2 separate regions of the Gossypium hirsutum genome follow, and region 2 is linked to region 1. A link is a contact called in public Hi-C data. All regions are on one chromosome and are shown on one strand. Each heading gives the region's core, a stretch centred on a gene start, on an enhancer-like site or on the middle of the called end of the contact. The rest is flanking DNA. Distances are from core to core; before and after follow the strand shown. Region 1 has its middle 36 kb from the start of LOC107891679. Region 2 holds the start of LOC107952252 (protein TRANSPORT INHIBITOR RESPONSE 1-like).

The links. A called contact is a pair of places that touch in the nucleus more often than the background predicts.
Region 2: a Hi-C map of leaf shows a contact between it and region 1, with 2.0 times the contacts expected there. The contact joins the promoter of LOC107952252 here to the enhancer-like site in region 1. A contact is called at or near these places in 4 of 34 Hi-C or Micro-C datasets (callus, leaf and seedling).

The regions. Positions count from the first base shown.
Region 1 is chrA08:14,755,189-14,761,748 of Gossypium_hirsutum_v2.1, reverse strand. No RefSeq gene overlaps it. Among protein-coding and RNA genes, the nearest start is that of LOC107891679, 36 kb to the left of the region's middle. Within about 2 kb of position 3,053, at least 4 of the 9 cell types and tissues checked have an H3K27ac peak or open chromatin away from gene starts, as enhancers often do. A contact at or near this core is called in leaf, where this site is marked.
Region 2 is chrA08:15,012,352-15,018,312 of Gossypium_hirsutum_v2.1, reverse strand. LOC107952252 (protein TRANSPORT INHIBITOR RESPONSE 1-like) reads right to left here and starts at 1,304. Exons shown (of 3, transcript NM_001327598.2): 1 at 607-1,304. The coding sequence starts at 1,073.

The DNA.
Region 1 (6,560 bases), core at 1,804-4,303:
AGGAAGGAATAGATGTTACCATTCAAAGTTTCTCTAAGCATCACATTGATTCCCTGGTTCGGTTGAAAAATCATAATAACATCCGTGTAACTGGATTTTACGGGCATGCGAATCCAAATTTAAGAAGCAATTCTTGGGAAATGTTGGAAAAGGTAGGTGGTTTGGTGAGGGAGGATTGGGTGGTTGGGGGGGCTTTAATGCTATCCTGAATGAAGCTGAAAAAGATGGAGGGAGAAGGAAGGTGAGGGCACATATGGATGAATTTAAAGATGTCCTAGACAATTTAGCTCTTGTGGATATTAAACCTGTTAGAGGGTGGTTTACTTGGGTCAACAACAGAAGCGGGGGGAACATGATAAAAGAAAGGTTAGATAGGTTTGTTACCTCGGTATCTATGATTGAGAAATATCCCTTTATGACCTCTAAGGTGGTGCGGCAAACACAGTCTGATCATGATGCGATCATATGGGACATGTGGGGCAGTAAGCCTAAGGAGTACCCTAGAGGCCAAAGATTATGCTTCAGATTTGAAGAATGTTGGGCTACGGATAGTAAGGCAAAAAGTGTTATTAGCAGTGAGTGGAACCGAGAAGCTACAAATTATGTTAACAAGTTAGAGAAGATTCGGGGAGTCCTGGGCCCGTGGCAGAGGGATAGATATGGGAAAAAATGAAAAATGATATGCGGAAGTTGGAAAATAAAATTGACCGGGCCATCGATTCTGAAACAAGGGACGATAGTGTGATCATTTTAAGGGAGATGAGGAGCAGACTTAGCCAACTTTATGCCAGGGAAGAAAAATACTGGGGCTCAAAGGTCAAGGTCTCAATGGTTAAGAGATGGGGATAGGAATACGAGATATTTTCATGCTAGAGCTATGGGTCGATTAAAGAAAAATACCATTGAGAAGCTTAAGAATGAGGATGGGAAGTGGGTAACTGATAGTATAGATATCAGCAATGTGGCTAAAAATTACTTTTGGAGACTCTTTCGTCAAATGGTCAGAACGTTGAAAACCATGATATGGAGTACATTCAGGAATGTGTTACTACAGAGATGAATGAGTGGCTTACGATGGACTACACGGAAAATGAAGTTCTCCAAGCTATTAAACAAATGAACCCTCACAAAGCTCCGGGGGTTATGGTCTATTGGGAAGTTTTTTCAAAAATCATTGGGAGATTGTTGGAAATGAAACTGTTCAATTCTATCTGGACATTCTTAAGGGAAAAAATGACATCGCTGATATTAATGAGACAATGATTATATTAATTCCAAAAATTCGTGATCCATGTGAAATTACTAACTATCGTCCCATTAGTTTATGTAGATTTATTTACAAGATTGTTTCAAAGGTCTTGGCTAATCGGCTTAAAGTTGCCCTCCCAGGATGTATCAGTCAGAATCAAAGCGCTTTCGTACCAGGAAGGATGATACATGATAATATCTTAATCGCACATGAACTCCTACATTACCTTCCGAGCTCCAAAAATGGTCCAAACAAAGGGATAGCAATCAAGATTGATATGAGTAAAGCACATGATTGAGTGGAGTGAGATTTTATCGAGAAGGTAATGAAGAAAATGGGGTTTGCTGAGCAGTGGATAGACAAAATTATGTGTTGCGTTCGGTCGGTAAGATATTTTGTTAAGTGTAATAATTTGTTATCGGACATTATTATTCCCGAGAGGGGTCTCTGTCAAGGGGATCCTTTATCCCCTTATCTGTTTCTTTTCTGTATGGAAGCCTTGTCAAGGATGATGATTCAGGCTCAGAATAAAAAATCATTACAAGGAATTAGGGCTAGTATTAAAGGACCTAGAGTTAACCACTTATTTTTTGCTGACGATGCTCTACTGTTTGTTAAAAATAAGCAAAGTGATATTACCTGTCTTAGCCATATACTGAAGGTTTTTGCTAATGTTTCAGGACAAGAAATTAATTATGAAAAATCTATGGTTCTTTTTAGTCCTAATACTCCAAGGGAACAGAGACACAATTTCGGTGAAATTCTTGGCATGAAGGTGGTTGAGAAGCTGGATAACTATCTCGGCCTTCCACTTCCTATAGGAAAAAAGAAAAGAGTGGCTTTCCAGGAGATAATTAACAAGCTGTCATGCAGATTAAACAGCTAGACCAAAAGACTCATTTCATTTGGCGGTAAGGAAGTCTTCATAAAAGCAGTTCTTCAGTCCATACCAACATATGCTTTGTCGATCTTTAAGGCTCCTAGAGGTGTGCTGGATGACATACAATCCAAGCTGATCAGAGCATGGTAGACGGGCAAAGATAAAGGCAGATTTTGGACGATGCTTCCGTGGAAAACATTGTGTCACCCGAAAGGAATGGGTGGAATTGGCATAACGGACATCAGACTGTTTAACTTGGCTCTACTGGGGAGGCAAGTCTGGAGCCTTATTAATAACAAAGACACACTTTGCTATAAAGTGTTGTCGTCTAAGTATTTCCCTGATGGCAATATATTCAACTCCAAGAAGGTTGATAAAGCGTCTTTTAAGTGGACTAGCATTGCAGCTGCAGCAAATACCCTCAAAAATGGATTCGGGTGGCAGGTAGGAAATGGAAATAAGATAAACATAAGGGCTGATAACTGGGGGATGGAAGGATTAAACGGTGGAGCTCTTAATATGGATTTGCTTGACCTGAATGATAGAAGAGTGTCAGACCTATGGAATAAGGATCAGAGAAGCTGGAATAGGGATAAAATCTTTAAGTTGTACGGGCAGGATTGGGGGGATAAAATTTGCAACCTCCCAATTGGGAGAATAGACCATGACGATAGAATAATATGGTTCCATAATCTGCATAGATGCTATACCTCAAAGTCTACTTATTCTTGGCTGCTGTTAAAAAAGATGGGATATGGCCCACATAGGTTTTTTTGGAAAGCACTATGGAAGCTTGATATTTTACCGAAGATACGGGTTTTTACTTGGCGTGTGGGACACGAAATTCTCCCAACTAACAGTAAAATAGCTTCCATCAGACAGGGCTTTGACAAGGGATGTCTGAGATGTGGAGCCAAGACAGAAACGGTGTTACATGCTTTAAAAGACTGCCCAACGTCGAGTGCAGTTCTCTCGACAGGGGGATGGTCCAGGAGCTTTATCACAAAGAAATATGACCATTGCATTGATTGGTTGGAAGACATGATGCGTGTCCTTGACAAGAGGGCTATGGCTGACTTAATGACAACATTATGGAACTGCTGGAATAATAGAAATAATTACGTTTTTAGGGGAAAAGAAGAGGAGGCTCAAGTAATATGGGAAAGAGCAAGCAATCTGAATAAGGAATTTCTAATTTGTAACATGGTGAATGCTCCTTTAATTTCACACACTGGCCTGGAGAAACAGTGGGTTAAACCTCCAAAGGGCTTCATTAAAATAAATTTTGATGCTACAGTGGGCGAAAATAGAATCGGGTATGGGACGATCATAAGAGATGAAGAGGGCTTTGTTTTAGGAGGCGGTGGAGGGTTTAAAGAGGGAAGGTTGTCGGTGGAAAAGGCTGAATGTGTGGCCTTCGAAGAAAGTATTAAAGTGGCGCGTAAATTAAAAATAAATGGCCATGTTCTTTTTGAGACGGACCATGTTGGAATGGTCAACAGGCTAAGTAATATAGCCAATGACGTCACAAATATAGGCACCCGTATTAAAGATTGTATAGCAGATTTTAATTTCTTTCTTTCAGCCGAGTTAATTTGGACCGTTCGGTCTTGCAATAATGTTGCCCATTTACTTTGTAAAAAAATGTATAGTGAAGGTAACAACTGTTTTTTTTATATGGATTATCCGTCGGATATCCATGAAGCTGTAATTGGTGATGTTATGTAATAATATGAGTTGACCCTTGTGGTCTTTTATGTTCAAAAAAAAGAATGTTGCCTAGTAGCAAATTGACAAAGTTTTTTTAGCTCTTTAAGGGGTAGAGATCCATTGCCCCCCGACGTGGCCCCCCTCGAACCTGAGGTGGGGTGTGTCCGCAGCCCCCACGGGGGTCGGATAGTCCCGCAATGACTCACCAACGGTGGTGGGTCGATCGCCGGCGCTAGTGGCCGGGGTGATGATTTTTCGGCCGGTCAAGCCCGTGCCCATAGAAATGTAGCCAACGACTCCAAGACCAGGTTCCCTATATCGGGCAAAGATCTCTTGGGGTGGCTTATGCATTGCTATGGGCTCGAGCTCGGCTTACCCATTTTCCCCCGTCATGTTAGGGATGCCTTGTGCCTCCCAAGTCGGCGACCCATCTGCGCCTTGGCCTTGCCAAGGCCTTGCCTGCATTCGAAGCTGCCCGTGACCCCAGTACCAAGTCCCTTTGACGGCAACGGCTCACTAGGGGGCGGAAGTTGAGTTTGTAGGCTCGGTCTTGGCTCGACCAAGTCCCAATAGGATTTTGTCCCTTGTAGTTCTCGTGCCAACCGTATGTGGTGTGCCCTCGTTTCATTGTTCCTTCCGCTCCCCTCCCAATACATTGGTTGGATGGGTTGTTGGCCGGTGTGCGTAGGTGCTACTACTAGTACGCAATGGGCATATGAGTGGTGTTTTGGTTGTGTGTATTGGCAGGCTCCATGCTACCCGCATCGAACTGTCGAGCCACACTCCTCTTCATTGACTCCCCTTGTTCTAATTGAACCCAAGGAGTGCGATCGGGATCCTGTGTTGCGTACCTAAGCCAGATGGAATTATGGATGTGTTGCCGTCCCTTCACCATCTCGTGCCCTTTGGGGTGCGTGGTGGACCACAATCGTGCCCCGTGTCATGAGTGTGCCCCCTTAAATTGTTGTGGCCTCGTCGGTGCACTGGTGCTCGTTCGTGCTTTCGGATGCGGAAAATATTTTTGAGAGTAGGGTTTAGGCCATTGTCTCTCGATGCCTCTGCATTTTTTCACTTGACACGGACGATGCTCGTGCTCTGTTATGGCCTCTTCGTTGCTCACGCGGCATGTTGAGAGCCATTCAGTGTCGACGTCGCGGAGGAATGCTACCTGGTTGATCCTGCCAGTAGTCATATGCTTGTCTCAAAGATTAAGCCATGCATGTGTAAGTATGAACAAATTCAGACTGTGAAACTGCGAATGGCTCATTAAATCAGTTATAGTTTCTTTGATGGTATTTGCTACTCGGATAACCGTAGTAATTCTAGAGTTAATACGTGTAACAAACCCCGACTTCTGGAAAGGATGCATTTATTAGATAAAAGGTTGCCGCGGGCTTTGCCCGTTGCTCTGATGATTCATGATAACTCGACGGATCGCACGGCCTTTGTGCCGGCGACGCATCATTCAAATTTCTGCTCTATCAACTTTCGATGGTAGGACAGTGGCCTACTATGGTGGAGACGAGTGACGGAGAATTAGGGTTCGATTCCAGAGAGGGAGCCTGAGAAACGGCTACCACATCCAAGGAAGGCAGCAGGCGCGCAAATTAACCAATCTTTACACGGGGAGGTAGTGACAATAAATAACAATACCGGGCTTTATGAGTCTGGTAATTGGAATGAGTACAATCTAAATCCCTTAACGAGGATCCATTGGAGGGCAAGTCTGGTACCAGCAGCCACAGTAATTCCAGCTCCAATAGCGTATATTTAAGTTGTTGCAGTTAAAAAGCTCGTAGTTGGACTTAGGGATGGGTCGGCCAGTCTGCCTCATGGTGAGCACCGGTCTGCTCGTCCCTATTGCCGGCGATGCGCTACTAGCCTTAATTGGCCGGGTCGTTCCTCCGGCGCTGTTACTTTGAAGAAATTAGAGTGCTCAAAGCAGGCCTACGCTTGTATACATTAGCATGGGATAACATCATACGATTTTGATCCTATTGTGTTGGCCTTCGGGATCGGAGTAATGATTAACAATGACAGTCGGGGGCATTCGTATTTCATAGTCAGAGGTGAAATTCTTGGATTTATGAAAGACAAACAACTGCGAAAGCATTTTCCAAAGATGTTTTCATTAATCAAGAACGAAAGTTGGGGGTTCGAAGACGATCAGATACCGTCCTAGTCTCAACAATAAACGATGCCGACCAGGGATCGACGGATGTTGCTTTTAGGACTTCGCCAGCACCTTATGAGAAATCAAAGTCTTTGGGTTCCGGGGGGAGTATGGTCACAAGGCTGAAACTTAAAGGAATTGACGGAAGGGCACCACCAGGAGTGGAGCCTGCGGCTTAATTTGACTAAACACAGGGAAACTTACCAGGTCCAAACATAGTAAGGATTGACAGACTGAGAGCTCTTTCTTGATTCTATAGGTGGTGGTGCATGGCCGTTCTTATTTGGTGGAGCGATTTGTCTAGTTAATTCCGTTAACGAATGAGACCTCAGCCTGCTAACTAGCTACACGGAGGTGATCCTTTGTGGCTAGCTTCTTAGAGGGACTCTGGCCTTTTAGGCCACGGAAGTTTGAGGCAATAACAGGTCTGTGATGCCCTTAGATGTTCTAGGCCGCATGCGCGCTACACTGATGTATTCAACGAGTCTATAGCCTTGGCTGACAGGCCCGGGTAATCGTTGAAATTTCATCGTGATGGGGATAGATCA
Region 2 (5,961 bases), core at 55-2,554, 260 kb before region 1:
AATAATTGTAGGATGATAAGAAAAAAAATAAACCATCAGAATCTTCAGTAATAGCTATGGAAAAATTATTCCCTCAATCCCCAACTCAGCAAAAAGTTTACCCAAAGACAAATATTATTGGTTTTATATAAACAACAAATCACGAGAAAAGGAATATAATTAAAGAGCATAAACAAGTCCACATTTCACATGAAGAAACCATCCAAAATAATGAAAACAATACTCAAAAACGAATCTGCTGATATCAAACAAAACAAGGTATCGAAGAGGTAAAAAAGAACATGTGATTTTCATTAGATATTCTTAAAAAGAACCCCCACTTGACCTCAGATCTGAGAAAAGCAAAAGCTGAAATAACTAAGACAACTAGAACACGAGACCAAACTCCTAAAAGTTCTTCACATCTTTGTTTTAAAAAAAAATAGTTCATGGGAATGAATAAAAACTAATTCAAGAAAAATGTAGCTAAAACCAAAAACAAATTGGGGAAAAGCTCTACTTTAACTCCCACAAAGATGAAAACTTCAACTCCTTTTCTCAGCTAAAAATGAAAACAAAAAAAAAATCCCGAAAAAGGAGAAAAGAATAAAGTTTCATCAAACTCACTTGCAGCTAGCAGCAATGGCAGCGAGACCATCAGTTGAAAACCCTTCACAAGAAGAAAGCACCAATACTTTGAAGTTCTTAAACGACTTAGCAATAAGCTCCAAGCTTTCGTCGGTAACGACCATCCTTTTAAGTCGAATCTCTTCGAGCCAAGGATAAGCTCCAGCCATCTCCGCGATCCAAGGAAACACGTAACCTCCCCATCCGTCCGGCACCAGATTGAAATCCGCAAAGTGCGGTTTCCCTTTCAACTCAATGGATCTAAACTCGGGGAAACGTCTGATCACCATCCTTGGGCTCACAGCGTAACAGTTCCCCACAAACACTTTCCTCCGACACCAACGCTCGATCTCGTACCACGATTTACACACCATCGACACCGCGTTCCGGTCTTTATCTGATTGTATGAACGAGAACACATGCTCTAGCACCTCGTCTGGGAACGAAAACGCCATTTTCTTATGCATTAATTAAACCTCGAATAAAAGGAAAAAAAAAACCACACACACAAAAAAAAATGAATGAAGGCTTTTGATAGGAAAGGATGAATTTTTTTATCTCGATTTTGGTCTTGGGTTTGGGTAGGATTTGCGTTTACTTAAGGTTTAGAGTTTGTTTTTTGAGATCTGAAACGCCATTAACGAAGCTTATAGGGGGAGCAGAGGCTGGGAGGAAGCTATTGAGAGAGAGAAAGAAAGTGAAGTCAAAGACAGACACAATGGACGAGAGAGGATAAGGATTTTTATTTTTGTGTTCGTAAGAATGGTTAGATTTTAACCATGGTTAAATTAGTCATGGGAAATAAAGGACAAGCGAGAGAATTTCAATTTTTTTTTTGTGGGTCTGCTTAGATACTGATGGGCGATTAGGAAAGTAACACGTAGTGATGGAGAGATGTGGGCCGTAGGATAGACGATGAGAGAGGTTCTTATCCGTCGACGACTAAGGGGAGCCGCATAAAACGGGTATATGGAAGAGATGTGGGGCAGTGGCACAGCAGTAGCAACGAGTTGGATATTTATAACTTTTTTCATATAATTTATAAATTTAATTTCATTTATCATTTGTATTACCTTTTGATTATACCTAAATTTTAAAAGTATATTTTTTTATTAAGTAGATTTACCATTTGTATTACATTTAAGTAGAAAATAAATATGAACAAGAACAATGCGAATTTAAGTAACAAATATACAAGTTCAAATTTGTTATGAATATTAAATTTAATTATTATTATTATCTATATTACCTAAATTCGTATAAAAACAAATAGGATGTCCACGTATAACCATCCTACATCAAGCACATGTTTAGCGAGATTTTGAATAAATATCGGAAGGAAAAAAGGAACGAGATATTGGAGGGGCTGATAAAGTGTGATGATGTGTAGGGAGAGAATGGTGGTGCAAGGAATCTCATGATTCACGTAGCAGGGCTGGATCTGAGGGGTCGGATATTGCGGGGACCGCAAGAAAGGGGTTAAAAATAAATAATGAGGAATGATCTGATGTGAAATCTTGTTGTCATGACATCACGGCAGTCCAATCATATACAATTGTTTGCATTCAAAATCATGCTATCATTGTCCCCGCGTACAACCCGCCCTATTTATTCATCTCCAACGGCCTTGATTCATTTCATCATTATTGATCAAGTATAAATAAAAATTATTTTCTTTTTATAATTTAGATTTCACATGTCTATAAAAGGGATGAGTCATGGAAAAACGAATGGAGTACGAACGGGTGCACCATGCACCTTGATCAAGACCGTCTGATCAGGTTAACCTTTTCACAGTGTACGGTCGAAATACACAGAACCCGGAAAAAAAAAAGCTTTCCAAGTAGTAATTAATAAATATTAATTTTTACTGCAAAGGGTAAAAAATAAAAAGAAAAGGTTAAAGAGTCCCCACAATTACAACCGGCTGCACGTACATGTCTTCAGAGAAAATAATTGACTCTTTAACTGGTTTTGTAAAATAACGAAAATACTCCTCATCTTACCAAACTATTCGCCCTCCCACTTCAATTGAACAAAAGGGTAGTTTTGTCAGTTGGCGAAAAGGACATGGATTTTGGGGTTGCACTGTCTTGGCATGGAGTCCCTTGAGCTGTCCCTTTTATGTAGAAAAAGCTGAGAGGTTAAAACTCAACGGCCCAGATCTAAAGTTGCTAAAAAGAAGAGATTTGAACCGTCGGATGGCTTCTTCAGATAAGCGTCCTTATCGATCGCAACTGTAAAAGCTTGTCTCTACCTAAAGTATATACAGTACATACATTATATACAAAAAATATATTTTTAAATGAAATTCATTTATTTTCTTAAAACTAATTCTTAAATAATTTGCCCTGAAATTTAGATAATAATTTGTTTAATACAAATAGGAAATGCTCGGGACGGTCGCATGCACAGTCCATTTCATCCCTCGTCATTTTACAGAACCACGTCATCTCATTCGTTTTAGAAGTTATCTTTTTTTTTTACTCTCTCAATTAAAGAAGTTGTCTTCACTAAGTTATATAATATTTTTTATATTTACACAAAAAATTATAAATTAATTCGAATTTTCATTTTGCGAAAAAAATTCAACTGAATAATTTTATTTAATAGCTAAATCGAAATCAAATCAAAATTAACGAAATTGAATCACTACCAGCAACTTTTCAGGTAGTATTGTAATTATCATTGGAATCCACATTTGACTTATATAATATATAAAGTATTAAATTAATCAATATTTCAATTCATTTTTATAATTTTTTTTGAAAGAGTTATAATTACAAGAGTAATTATATTACAAAGCACAATAGATCAAAAAGAGAAATATATCTATATTTAAATAATAATAAATCTAGATAAAAACTTAAATTCAAAATATTGATTAAATTTTAATTCTATTGTAATTAGTATTGTTGTTAGCAAAAAAAGATATAAGTGTGAGTACACTAAAATATGTTATCTTCTTATTTAATAATTATGAAAGAGCTGTAAATAGTTTTAAGCATTTGAATAAAAAAAAACTTTAACTTTTTTTTAATAATCTTATTATAGGTTTTGATAATGTCTGTTTTTTTACACAATACCTAAAACTACTCATAGCCCTTCCCAACTCATTATAATATTCATATCAATCGAGCTAAAACTCAATTAACAAAAAAAAACTTAAACTTAAACACTGAAAAAAATCTCAATATTTACCAATATTGCGAAAGCTTATTACAGCTGCATTTTTATAAATAGATTTTAAACATGAAAAACAATATCAAATTTCAAATTACAAAGATTCAAGTTGTTTGTCATTATAAATAAAATGAAACTTAAATATTCCATAATATTTTAACCACAAATTTGAATACTTAATATTATTATTATTATTTTAAACAGCAGCAAATGCATAAAATGAATTAGAGAATATTATTATTATTATTATTATTATTATTATGTTAAACAGCAGCAACAACAATAATAATAATGATAAATGGTGTGGTCCCAAAAATGAGTGGGGAAATGAGGTTGTACATGTGAGTGTTCCTAGCTAGCAATCTCACACAATGAAATCCAATAAAGAAAGGGGTAGCTGAGTTGTCCTCCTGTACGTAAAGCTGGTTGTTTAATGAGAGGAAATCGTGATTAATATTAAATATTAATAATAACGAACATTAATTTTATTAATAATAGTATTGATTAATATGCCCACGCACGGTTCTCCGTGAATCCCTCGTCCCCTCGAGTGGGATGCCAATATGCTATGGACTTTGCTCTATGCTTACCCTATTATTTTTTAAACATGCATTTAATGAAATTGAGATAAACTAAATTTTAAGTTGCTAATTAAATAATAATAATATTTTTTGAGTTACAAATAGGATTAAGAGGATGACATGTGGGTGCAAAAAATTAAATATAAAAAAATTTCATTGTTTCTATCTTATTTTTAAAGATTAATTATTTTATTGATAAAATTTTTAAAAAAAAAGTGACATGTATCATTCTATTAAGTCTACATATGAAGTTTAAAAATTTACGAATAATATATAAAATATTATTCTTTTATAAATACATATGTGTACTAATTAAAAGAATATTTAAAGTTGATTCAATAAGAGGTAGAGTGATAAAATATATATTATCAATCTCATATTTGGTTTTTAAACAACCTCGATACTCCTTAGGGAGAAAATTACATTTTAAAAGAAATATTAGTTAATATTTAACTAATTAATCAAGATGATATTAAAGTAAATAAATAAATAAATCTACCAGACTCTCAAAAAATTAATAGTTATATTTCATCATTAATTGTATTTGATTGGTTAATGGGAAGAGTACATTAAAATTTGAGGTTGGGTTTGGTTAGTATAATGTTTTATGGTCCTATCATCAGCAGTCTGCAAGCCTATTTTAAGTCTACACAAAATATATATTTAGGGAGAAAATAGGGAAATGCAAAACGAGGATTTAGCTGCCCACAGCTTTGTTAATTGATGGAGGACCGAAAAATATGCTGCCACACGTAATAATGCCACTTGGTTGAGATTATTGTGAAACTATAAAATCATTAATATCAACCTTAATCAAAACAATTAAAATAGTATATATTTTTTCTTTAATTTTAGATTTTATGAATAAATTTTTGGAATCATGGATTGGTGGCTTTAATTAAAAGAGTGTACATGATGTTGGGGAAGTATCGAAATTATTGCTGTATATAAAAGCCGTAGTGTTACCGGTAAGGATAGTGACAATAATGAAGTTAAGCATTAATATGTTGTTCCAACAATCAAATCCTTGATATGATGCATACATTTAAACTGTGTTGTCCATTTTGTATACTTCTTTTTATGTTCATTTATTGTCAATAAAATAGTAGTTAATTGATCGCCATTTATGAACCGTCTTTTTCTTTTTGATATATTTTGCTATAAATAATTTTACTTTTTTTAATTTGCAACAAATTCAAAAGAACTAAAATAATAATACGATTTAAATGATCTACTTTAAGAACCGATCTTTTGTGCCATGCATTAATATGTTATTTTTTAATCGGAAATACGATAGATTACAACTATCGATCCTCAATTTTGTGTGAGGCAAAGGAGTTTGCGTGAAATAGATAAAACCTAACTTTAAAAATGTCAATAAATTGTCACTTCATTAAGAAAATTATGAGTCTACAATAATTACATTTGTTTGTAAGTCCGGTGGGAATTAGATCGGAATAGTAATAAAGTTTGGTGATTCATTATTTTTATTTTGGTGCACGTATAAATTCTTCCAAAAGATAAAGACTTTGCCTCACTTCTGCCTTACCCCAAGCAATTCACTTAAAAAAATTGAATTTTGTCCTAATGG